Linked DNA regions of Mus musculus: regions 2 and 3 are each linked to region 1. Evidence: chromatin contacts called from public HiChIP or PLAC-seq and promoter capture Hi-C data. All regions are on one chromosome and are shown on one strand. Each heading gives the region's core, a stretch centred on a gene start, on an enhancer-like site or on the middle of the called end of the contact. The rest is flanking DNA. Distances are from core to core; before and after follow the strand shown. Region 1 holds the start of BC065403 (cDNA sequence BC065403). Region 2 overlaps Tcf12 (transcription factor 12). Region 3 overlaps Tcf12 (transcription factor 12).

The links. Promoter capture Hi-C pulls out the DNA fragments that hold promoters and counts their contacts. HiChIP or PLAC-seq counts read pairs in DNA pulled down with a chosen protein or histone mark.
Region 2: a promoter capture Hi-C map of pre-B cells shows a contact between it and region 1, with 4 times the contacts expected there. The contact joins the enhancer-like site here to the promoter of BC065403 in region 1. A contact is called at or near these places in 10 of 39 promoter capture datasets (the 3T3-L1 cell line, the HPC-7 cell line, embryonic stem cells and 4 more), 1 of 15 datasets of contacts at CTCF or cohesin (the NIH/3T3 cell line), 4 of 484 Hi-C or Micro-C datasets (the HPC-7 cell line, cortical neurons, embryonic fibroblasts and 1 more), 1 of 115 datasets of contacts at active chromatin or transcription factors (embryonic limb bud) and 2 of 9 other capture datasets (embryonic stem cells and embryonic tail).
Region 3: a CTCF HiChIP or PLAC-seq map of the NIH/3T3 cell line shows a contact between it and region 1, with 6 read pairs. The contact joins the enhancer-like site here to the promoter of BC065403 in region 1. A contact is called at or near these places in 4 of 39 promoter capture datasets (the 3T3-L1 cell line, liver and stem cell-derived epiblast-like cells), 1 of 15 datasets of contacts at CTCF or cohesin (the NIH/3T3 cell line) and 5 of 115 datasets of contacts at active chromatin or transcription factors (the NIH/3T3 cell line, acute myeloid leukemia, astrocytes and 2 more).

The regions. Positions count from the first base shown.
Region 1 is chr9:72,408,417-72,411,194 of GRCm38.p6, reverse strand. It overlaps BC065403 (cDNA sequence BC065403), which reads left to right and starts at 1,328. Exons shown (of 2, transcript NR_152222.1): 1 at 1,328-1,525; 2 at 1,707-2,551. It overlaps Gm27230 (a long non-coding RNA gene), which reads right to left. Exons shown (of 8, transcript XR_003948355.1): 6 at 1,865-1,907; 7 at 1,184-1,782; 8 at 300-478.
Region 2 is chr9:71,973,228-71,976,005 of GRCm38.p6, reverse strand. The region is part of intron 5 of Tcf12 (transcription factor 12); the gene reads left to right. Among named protein-coding and RNA genes, the nearest start is that of Tcf12, 140 kb to the left of the region's middle. Within about 2 kb of position 1,400, at least 40 of the 459 cell types and tissues checked have an H3K27ac peak or open chromatin away from gene starts, as enhancers often do. A contact at or near this core is called in the HPC-7 cell line, cortical neurons and pre-B cells, where this site is marked.
Region 3 is chr9:72,074,926-72,077,703 of GRCm38.p6, reverse strand. All of the region lies in intron 3 of Tcf12 (transcription factor 12), which reads left to right. Among named protein-coding and RNA genes, the nearest start is that of Tcf12, 36 kb to the left of the region's middle. Within about 2 kb of position 1,348, at least 34 of the 459 cell types and tissues checked have an H3K27ac peak or open chromatin away from gene starts, as enhancers often do. A contact at or near this core is called in the NIH/3T3 cell line and astrocytes, where this site is marked.

The DNA of each region.
Region 1 (2,778 bases), core at 79-2,578:
CATATATAGAGACATATACAGATTATATAAAACAAAGACATTTAATATTTTTGTCCAATCATTCTTTTTTTAAGATTTATTTATTTTATGTATGTGAGTGCACTGTAGCTGTACAGATGGTTGTGAGCCTTCATGTGGTTGTTGGGAATTGAATTTAGGACCTCTGCTCAGTCTGGTTGGCTCCGCTCGCTCCAGTCCAAAGATTTATTTGTTATTATACATAAGTACACTGTAGCTGTCTTCAGACACACCAGAAGAGGGCGTCAGATCTCTTTACAGGTGGTTGTGAGCCACCATGTGGTTGGTGGGATTTGAACTCAGGACCTTTGGAAGAGCAGTCAGTGCTCTAACCGGCTGAGCCATCTCGCCAGCTCTCTCGTTTCATCATTCTTTACTATGTGAGCATCAAATTAGCATATTGTTGGATTGAATTGTGTTGGAATGCTTGATCTTGAATCCAGTTGTTATTGACTACCGGCTTGAATTTCATAAAAGAAACCAATAAAGAAATTTTAGCTTCAACAACTTCTGAAATGACTCTAATGACACTCCTAACATTTTGTGCTATATATGTTTATGAAAAGTGGTATTCTCAGCTCTTGACAATGATAAAATCAAAGTATCCATGTCACAGAGCAACCAAACCCTTCATGACTGAGTTCAGATGCCACTGTTGCCATAAAAATCAACCAAGTCCCTCAACTGACCTGCGACTTCCCCCACCTGAACTCTCTCTGGCCGCTCCCTTGAGGGTTCTTCCTTTGGGGACCTCAACATGTCCTCTTTGTCAATGCTCAAAGAAAGGCCTGATACCTCACCTCTCAGAAGTCTTCGTCTCCCAGCAGCACCCAGAAGAGAAACTTCACTCAGTACACTCCCCTAGTCCCCTAATAGAAGGAACTGCATAACCATTTCCACAAACTCTTGGTTCTAGCCCCTAACTTAACAATTCAATTTTAAGATGGAAAAGAATAAAGTGCTAAATAATACATCCTAAGAAAAGCCAAGAAACAGGATCAAAGTAAGAGGTACAAGGGAAAAGCCACTGCCCAGAGATGGAGTAGAGAGCTGAGCTTTTGAGCGTGGGAGGCTCTGCAGAGGCTGCAACCCCACCCCAACCCCACAGCGGCTGGGGCAGCTTTTTCTCTGCTGAGCTGTCAATCCACTTCACTAATGCTCTTACCACTGAGAAACTGAACGGTGGCCGGAAGCCCAGAGTAGCCCTTTGGGTGGGGTAGTAAATCCTCCAATAGGACTTCTAGTAGTTACTGGAAGGGTCCAGACTTCAAGACCTTTCTTGCTTTCTCATGTTGAAATCTTGAGGATGCTGGGATAGTCTGACGTGTGGTCAGAGCTATGAGGAAGTAACTAACACAGACAGTATCTTTGTCTGCAGTTCCTAGCGGGGTAGCACATCATTCAGGAGACAGCTTCTAGATGATACTGAATCCCAAGAGAGGGGCCTGGCAGATGAATGACATCAGCTAAGGCAACCTGAAGGGCCTCGTGCCACACAACGATAACAGTAAGTACCCTCTATCTCACTTCAGACAGTCTGAAAGGCAGGCTTTTGGAAAAGCATCATCCCCATTGAGAGGATGGCCCTGCCTGACAAATTCTGCTGTGAGGGTGTGGGAGGGGCGCCTTTATGTCTTCTATTTCCCTTAAGAAGTTCAGTCACGTTCAGTCACATGCCTGGCTCGCAGTCTGTTTATCAGGATCAAGCACGCTCTCTGGAGAGCGCAGACAGCAGGATGGGCCGAGCTCGGATGACAGTCTGCCCTGTGGAGATTGACTTTAATGAAGCAAGAATAAACAGGAAGATTAAGTACAAGCAGAAACCAGTGACAAGTTCTGAGCTCACCTCTCTGCTGGAATTGAAGGGCTCTCTGCCGCTGAGCGAGTCTCTGTTAGAGAGAAAGAGGCATCATCTGTTTGGTCGCTAATGATCCTGTTATCCACATCGGGCCCCAGTGTGCGCAAAGAAAAGTTTTCTCTCGATTTAGAGAGCAACTTCTGTATGTTTTATTTATATCTACTCACAAAACAAATTGTTTTCTAAGATTGGAAAAGTTAAGATTGATAAGGGTTGAGAAAATATTTAATAAACTGAAAAATGACATCCTTTTAGGGATTAAGGATTGCTAGTATTACTCTGCTATCTGCACCGAGCATTCACACCTACTCGGGTGTTTGTGGCATAAACGTGGCTAGTTCTGCGGGGAGATCTTACAGAAGGATGACTGTCCTGGAATAAACAGACCAACCAGCTAGTCTTCTTTATAAAGCCACTTCTTAGGGCTTTCTAAACGGATCCTAATACCCGACTGTTTTGGTTCCTCATTTCGTGTATGATTTTTGAAAAGTAACTTTTTAAAAACCTGTTTTGCAAAACAGCCAGTAAGCAAGTCCAGGATTCCCATCGGCCCTCTGGAGATGCCATTTCATTCATATCCTGAGTACCGAGTATTTTCTTTCTTTTTTTCCCCCCCACTATTGTGTTTCTTTTGGAAAAAAAATAGATCTTATTAAAACTGGAATGAAGTCTGAATTAGCTGTAGCACATTCTGCAGTACTTAATTCAACTGGGAGTTGCTTCGTGACTGAGTGTATGTAAATGTGTGTGCCTGAGACCACTGAGGACGCCACAATGTAGCTGACAGTCTTTAACACCTGTACCAGTAGGTGGCGCTCCGATCCAGCCCGATGCTCTACCCTCCCGGTTCTAAGGTTCAGGGAAAGGAAACTAAGCAGGACACTGCTATCTGTCCGAGTGTA
Region 2 (2,778 bases), core at 151-2,650, 440 kb after region 1:
TTTTTGTTTTTTTGGTTTTTTTTTTTTGGCTAACCCTGTTTTATGAATAGTAATTCTCCATCAGGTTCTTGCCCCTCTCTCTAGGATATTATATGCCTCTTTCTTAACAGATTTTGTCTCCACCTCACACTAGATTAAGATACACTTTATTTCTGAATTGTGTGAGCTTAAAACAGATTCAATTCTCCTTTGCTGCTTGTTTTCCTGACAATTAAATTCTAGGTGGCTTTCAGGTTTTTTTCTAGAGATGGTTTCTGTGATCGTAATTGGATTATCAGAGTACTGATGTATTTTTAAGCCTTCATTTAACCTCACAAAAGTAGTCCTTTATTTATCGAAAACTACTGATGTTGCAGTTTAAATGTCAAGAAATTATTTATTAGGTCCTTTTAAAAAAAGATTCTATAGTTACGTTGGGCGGTCTTGTTTGATATTTCTTAATCTTAGTCCTTTTTCATAATTGATCTATTCATTCTACCTAATGACTAATTACATATCAGAGCACATCATCAGCCACATTCATCATAGTAGAATGTAATAATCAATGACATTTCAACAAAGGAAAAAATAAATATGCAAATAAGGCCTCATTAACATTTGCATGAGTTGTTTGAATAATCACGTTGCTGACAAGGCTGTAATTAACAGAAATTGATGCTGAGTTCAGTATTTGATAGTGTGTTTTCTCAGCATTTTATTGTTGTCACTGCGGGGGCTGAAATGAAGTTCTGCTCTACTTATACCTTGACTAGAGTTGATGTGCCGAGTACCAAAGGCTTGTGGGAGCCCTTGATTTTCTGTGACCTGCTCTTAAATGCATATGAAGATACTTTACTTAAATTGCGTTGGTTTCTTTTTCCTTAATAAAGCTCAGTTGCATTTTAACAATTATAAAATGACTGTAGAAAGAAAACAAATATAAGGATTTAGAGTTTTGTTATTTTGCCAGAACTGATTTATCTGAATCACTAGAATTTCAAGGTTTAGTTTTGCTCATACCATGGAAAATTGCTGTCATTAATTTTTTTCCCTCTTAAGTCTGCCCCAGTAGATCACTCTGGAGAGGTTGGTGTGCTTACTGTAATTGAAAATCACTTGCTTAGGCCAACAGCAACAATGACAAAAGCCTAATTATAAAATGCACAGTTTGAGGGTGTGTGTGTGTGTGTGTGGTGATTTTTTTAAATAACACTGCTCCCCACATTCCTCCTCCTTTTCCTGTACTGTTTCCTGTTTTTGTCATGGATATTAACTGAAATGTGCTAAACACAATAAAGCTGTTTATGTCAGTTTTTTGGATGACTGCAAGTGCTGATTATAACAAGTTTAAGGAATTTCCTTTGTTGAATGTGTACCCGTGCCATATGGCTCAACACGGAACATTAACTTGACAGGGATAATGGATTGTGCTGTATGGAGACAATTTTGCCTGCAGCTTTCCTATAACTCATTCTGGTTGGGGATCACAGGTTTCTAGTATGGGATGGAGCAAACATCCAGATGGATTTACTTTACATAAAAGAGTTGCATTTCTTTTTATTTCCTCTCTGTAATTGGAAAAAGGAGATTTTTCTTTAAAGAAGCAAAATATTAAAAAGAAATGGAAGATTTAAAAAATCTAAGAAAAGCCTGGATTTTTGTGTAATCTTTTTGTAAAATGCTTTGAAAGATGATTATTTCTGTGTATTTAGTGCATGCATTTTTAAGTCGGGTTTACATAAGCTTATGACACTATCTTTTGAGTCTAAAGTGGATCTTCTTCCCTTTTATATTTATTGGATTGCTTCAGGACTGGGAACAGGAAAATCAGTGCCTTTTCTGATGTTCTTTAGTTATGATCTTCCGAAGATCATGTGCATTTGTAAGTCTTTAAAAAGTCTCTGCTTTTGGCAATGATATTTTATAAATCATAACAAAGTTTATTGGTTTTGTTAACAGTAATGAAGCAGAATTGCTGACTGCTGGTTCCTTGGTTCATTCTGTATCTCTATGAAAGTCATTCTAATTGATTGAATGAGAATAAGAAAACCAAAAGCAACTCCAGAAACAAAATGTAACCAAGTATTAATTACTAGGCTGCTAAGAGTGCTGAGAGCTAACATGGAGTTTAGGTCAGAGGGAAAGAAATGTGGAACATAATCTTCATGATATGATCTGCTAAGAAACTAAACTTAGGTGATATGTGGAACTGACATTATCCATTGACTATAGGCAGTTCTACACTGTCTATTTAAATTAAATCTTGATGCTATGTACCTCTGTGTGTTGCTATGTAAATATGTGAGTGTATGCTTTCTTTTTCAATGTTGTAGGTTGAACATAGGCTTTTGTGTGCTTTAAGCAAGTTACCTTTTCTATTAGTGAGCCCAACCTTGGTTTTTGGAGACAGAATCTTATGCCTATTAATCTTTATGCTTCAGCTTCCTAAGTGCTGGGATTTCAGATGTATGCCTACACACGCTGCTAATTTTTATATTAGAACCTCTTGTACAAAGTTAATCTTCTTCCATAGTGTTACTAAACTGTAAGCTCCCAAGTCACTATTGTGTTTAAATGTTCAATTTAAGTTCCTGGGACGTTCATGGTTTCCAGTATAGTACCTCACTATATATAAGAATGAAATAGAGAATTGGCCCTCAAAGAAACAGAAACATTTTCAGACGTGATTTGCACATTTATGTCTTTCATTTTCTAGTCCTTTCAGTAATACAAGCCCTAGCTTGTTCTCATCAACAAATGGTCTTCATACTTTTTTAAAGTTATTTTTAAATGTGTATG
Region 3 (2,778 bases), core at 99-2,598, 330 kb after region 1:
TGTCTGTCAAATAAATGTTGCTGTTGAGTGCATGAAATGTCACTAATGTGACTGAACTGAATTTTAATTATTTAAAATTTTTGTTTGACTAGGCACACTTGGCTGGAGGCCACCTCATTGGACAGCTAGGCAGTTTACAACATGACTTACATCTTGGGTTGTTAATATATTAATGCCTCTTAAAAAGAATATGCAGTGTTTGGTTGGGTGATGTTTTATTTCGGTCACTCAGTTTTGATTGTTGTCTTGTTTGCTTTGACTAATACTTTTTAGTGATAGCATTTTAATTTACTTTCTTATGCTGTATATGCTAAAATCTCTTTAGGGTCAGCTGATACTGGATCAAAATTTATTGTCAGGAATGCCTAGATTTCACTAATTTTTTTCTTGAAATTGTCATATAATTCTTTTTTTGTATGTCAGATTTTTTCATTTCTCTTGAATTTTTTTTTAAAAATAATTCTTTCACTGATCTGTACTTTTCTTTCTTTCCTCCTTTCTTCTTCCATTTCTCTCTGCTCCTTTCCCTTCCCTCTCCCCTAGTCTTCCTGCTCCTCTACTCCTCACCACTCTGCTTCCCTTCCCTCTTCTTCCTCTCCCTCCCCGTGTGCTAGGTAAGTGTTTTATAATTGATCTATTCTTTTATATACTGAGTTAACCCTAACCCTTTTAGTAATAATTTTATTTTGAGCAAAATTTTGCTAAGTTTCCCAGTCTGATATCAGACTTGTAATCCGAGATGGGAATATAGACGTTTGCCACCACAGCTGCCTGTCATTGACTTTTTGAGCTTCCCAATTAGACTCTCTCTCTAATTTTTTAAAGAATTGATTTAGCTTTTATCTTGAGTCATTTAGTATTGCTTGCTTGCTGCTTTGAACCTTGCATTCCTGAGAGCCAGGGAATAATAGAGGAAATACATACATGCTCAGAAAGTAGGAGAGGCAAGCATTCTGTTGTGAGCATATTTGGAAGTGTTTTTAGGAGACATAAGCTGTAGCAATGGGAGTAGGAAAGTATGTCAACAGGAAAAACAGTGACCAGTCAAAGACATTTATGGTTCTTCATGCTAGTGTAGCATTCCTTTACCAGCTCAGCCATCTCTCAGGTTCCTACAGTCTCTTGATAAGGTACTTATGTGTCTGCCTTTTATTCCTGCTCTTTTTTATTCAGACTTTTAAAATGTCTTAGTTTGTCCAACCAAATACAGAGATTCTCCAGTCTAAGAAGCATTTCTGGGTTAGCATTCTTACTGTAACATTCAAGCATTTGGTGACTAATGACTTAATGATTTGACTAGTTTCAGGATGATCACCTAAGCATGTCTCATCCAGTTGCTGGGGTTATGAAAGTGTTCATTTGTAACAAATAGAAACATGATTGCTTAGGTATGCTCATTCAACCAGACTGTGAGTGGCTTTTGTACCAGGAGGCATTCTTCAGAAATAGCTAAATGGGTTCTCAGTGCCATTGGTTCCATTACTTTCATTTTCATTAATAGCTAGCCCTTTTTTTGAGTACTTATAAATAAATATACAATGTTGTAGAGCAATGCTTTGTAGATGACTAGAAAGTAGGTATATTGTTGTTTCTAAGGAGTTCATAGTCTGAGCAACAGGAGCCATGTGCAGCAGCAGTGTATTATTATAGTGATAAGTAATTCTGATGTAAGCAGATGGCTTAATAGTCGAACCATTTAAGGGCTCAGAGCTGTATGTCCATCCCTCAGACAAACTTTGTGGCTTTGAGTCAGTTTTATAAAATAAGTTAGTAAGTAAGTAAGTAAGTAAATAAATAAATAAATAAATGTAATTCTTTAAAAGGAGAATGGCATGGAGCTTTTTGGTAATCATGTCTGGAATAAAAATTTGAATGAATAGCAAAAATACTGTGGTTGTATTGGTTGATAATTCACTGATGTTCTAATGTATAGCAGACCCATAGTTTATGAAGATTGTTTTTCTGTTCTTCCACCTAGAATGATCATCTTTTCTTAAGACCTGATCTTGTTTTGTTTTTATGTAGATAAGAATTTTGGTTTTGTTTTCTGCTGTATTGCCTCCTTTAAAACTGCTCATGTAATAGAATATTTGACTTTTTGGTGGTGCTTGTATTCATTCTTTCATTTTTCTGTATTTTAAAGTTTCTCTGAATTTAATTACAATTGGACTTTGCTACAGATATTTGAAGCAAGAATTTTATCTGTTTTCTTTACATACATTATTTGTAAATAGTTGGGTTTATTTTAAAGTTTTGCACTGTTGAAAAATCTGTACTAATACAACTTTATATCAGCAATGTCATAATATTTAAGTGATTAATCTCTAGAATAAATATGTTACTTGTGTGAACATGAACAAAAAAGTTAAACTTTTCAATTATATATTTTGTATAGAAGTCACTTTGCTTCTTTGAAGTTAATTTTGTTAGTGTATCTGAAAATGATGACAATTTTGTTTCCTAGTTAAGCAGGCACATGCTTTTGGCCAGGAGTCATTTCATATTAAATATTCAGTTACACTGGGATGTCAGGGTGAGTGCCTACTTTGTTTTTAATTGGCACTTTCATTAAGATAGCCATCATCCAAGGCAGCTCTTCAGAAAGGCAATTGACAGGATATAACTGTTCGTGTGGTGATTTGGAAGACAGCATTTGTATTTTCAGATTTTATTTTCACTATTTTAAAAACATTATGTGCTACAGACAGACACAGGAACAAGCACATACACCCCAAATTAGAAAATATCAAAGATAAGATTAAGCCACCATGTTCCTGC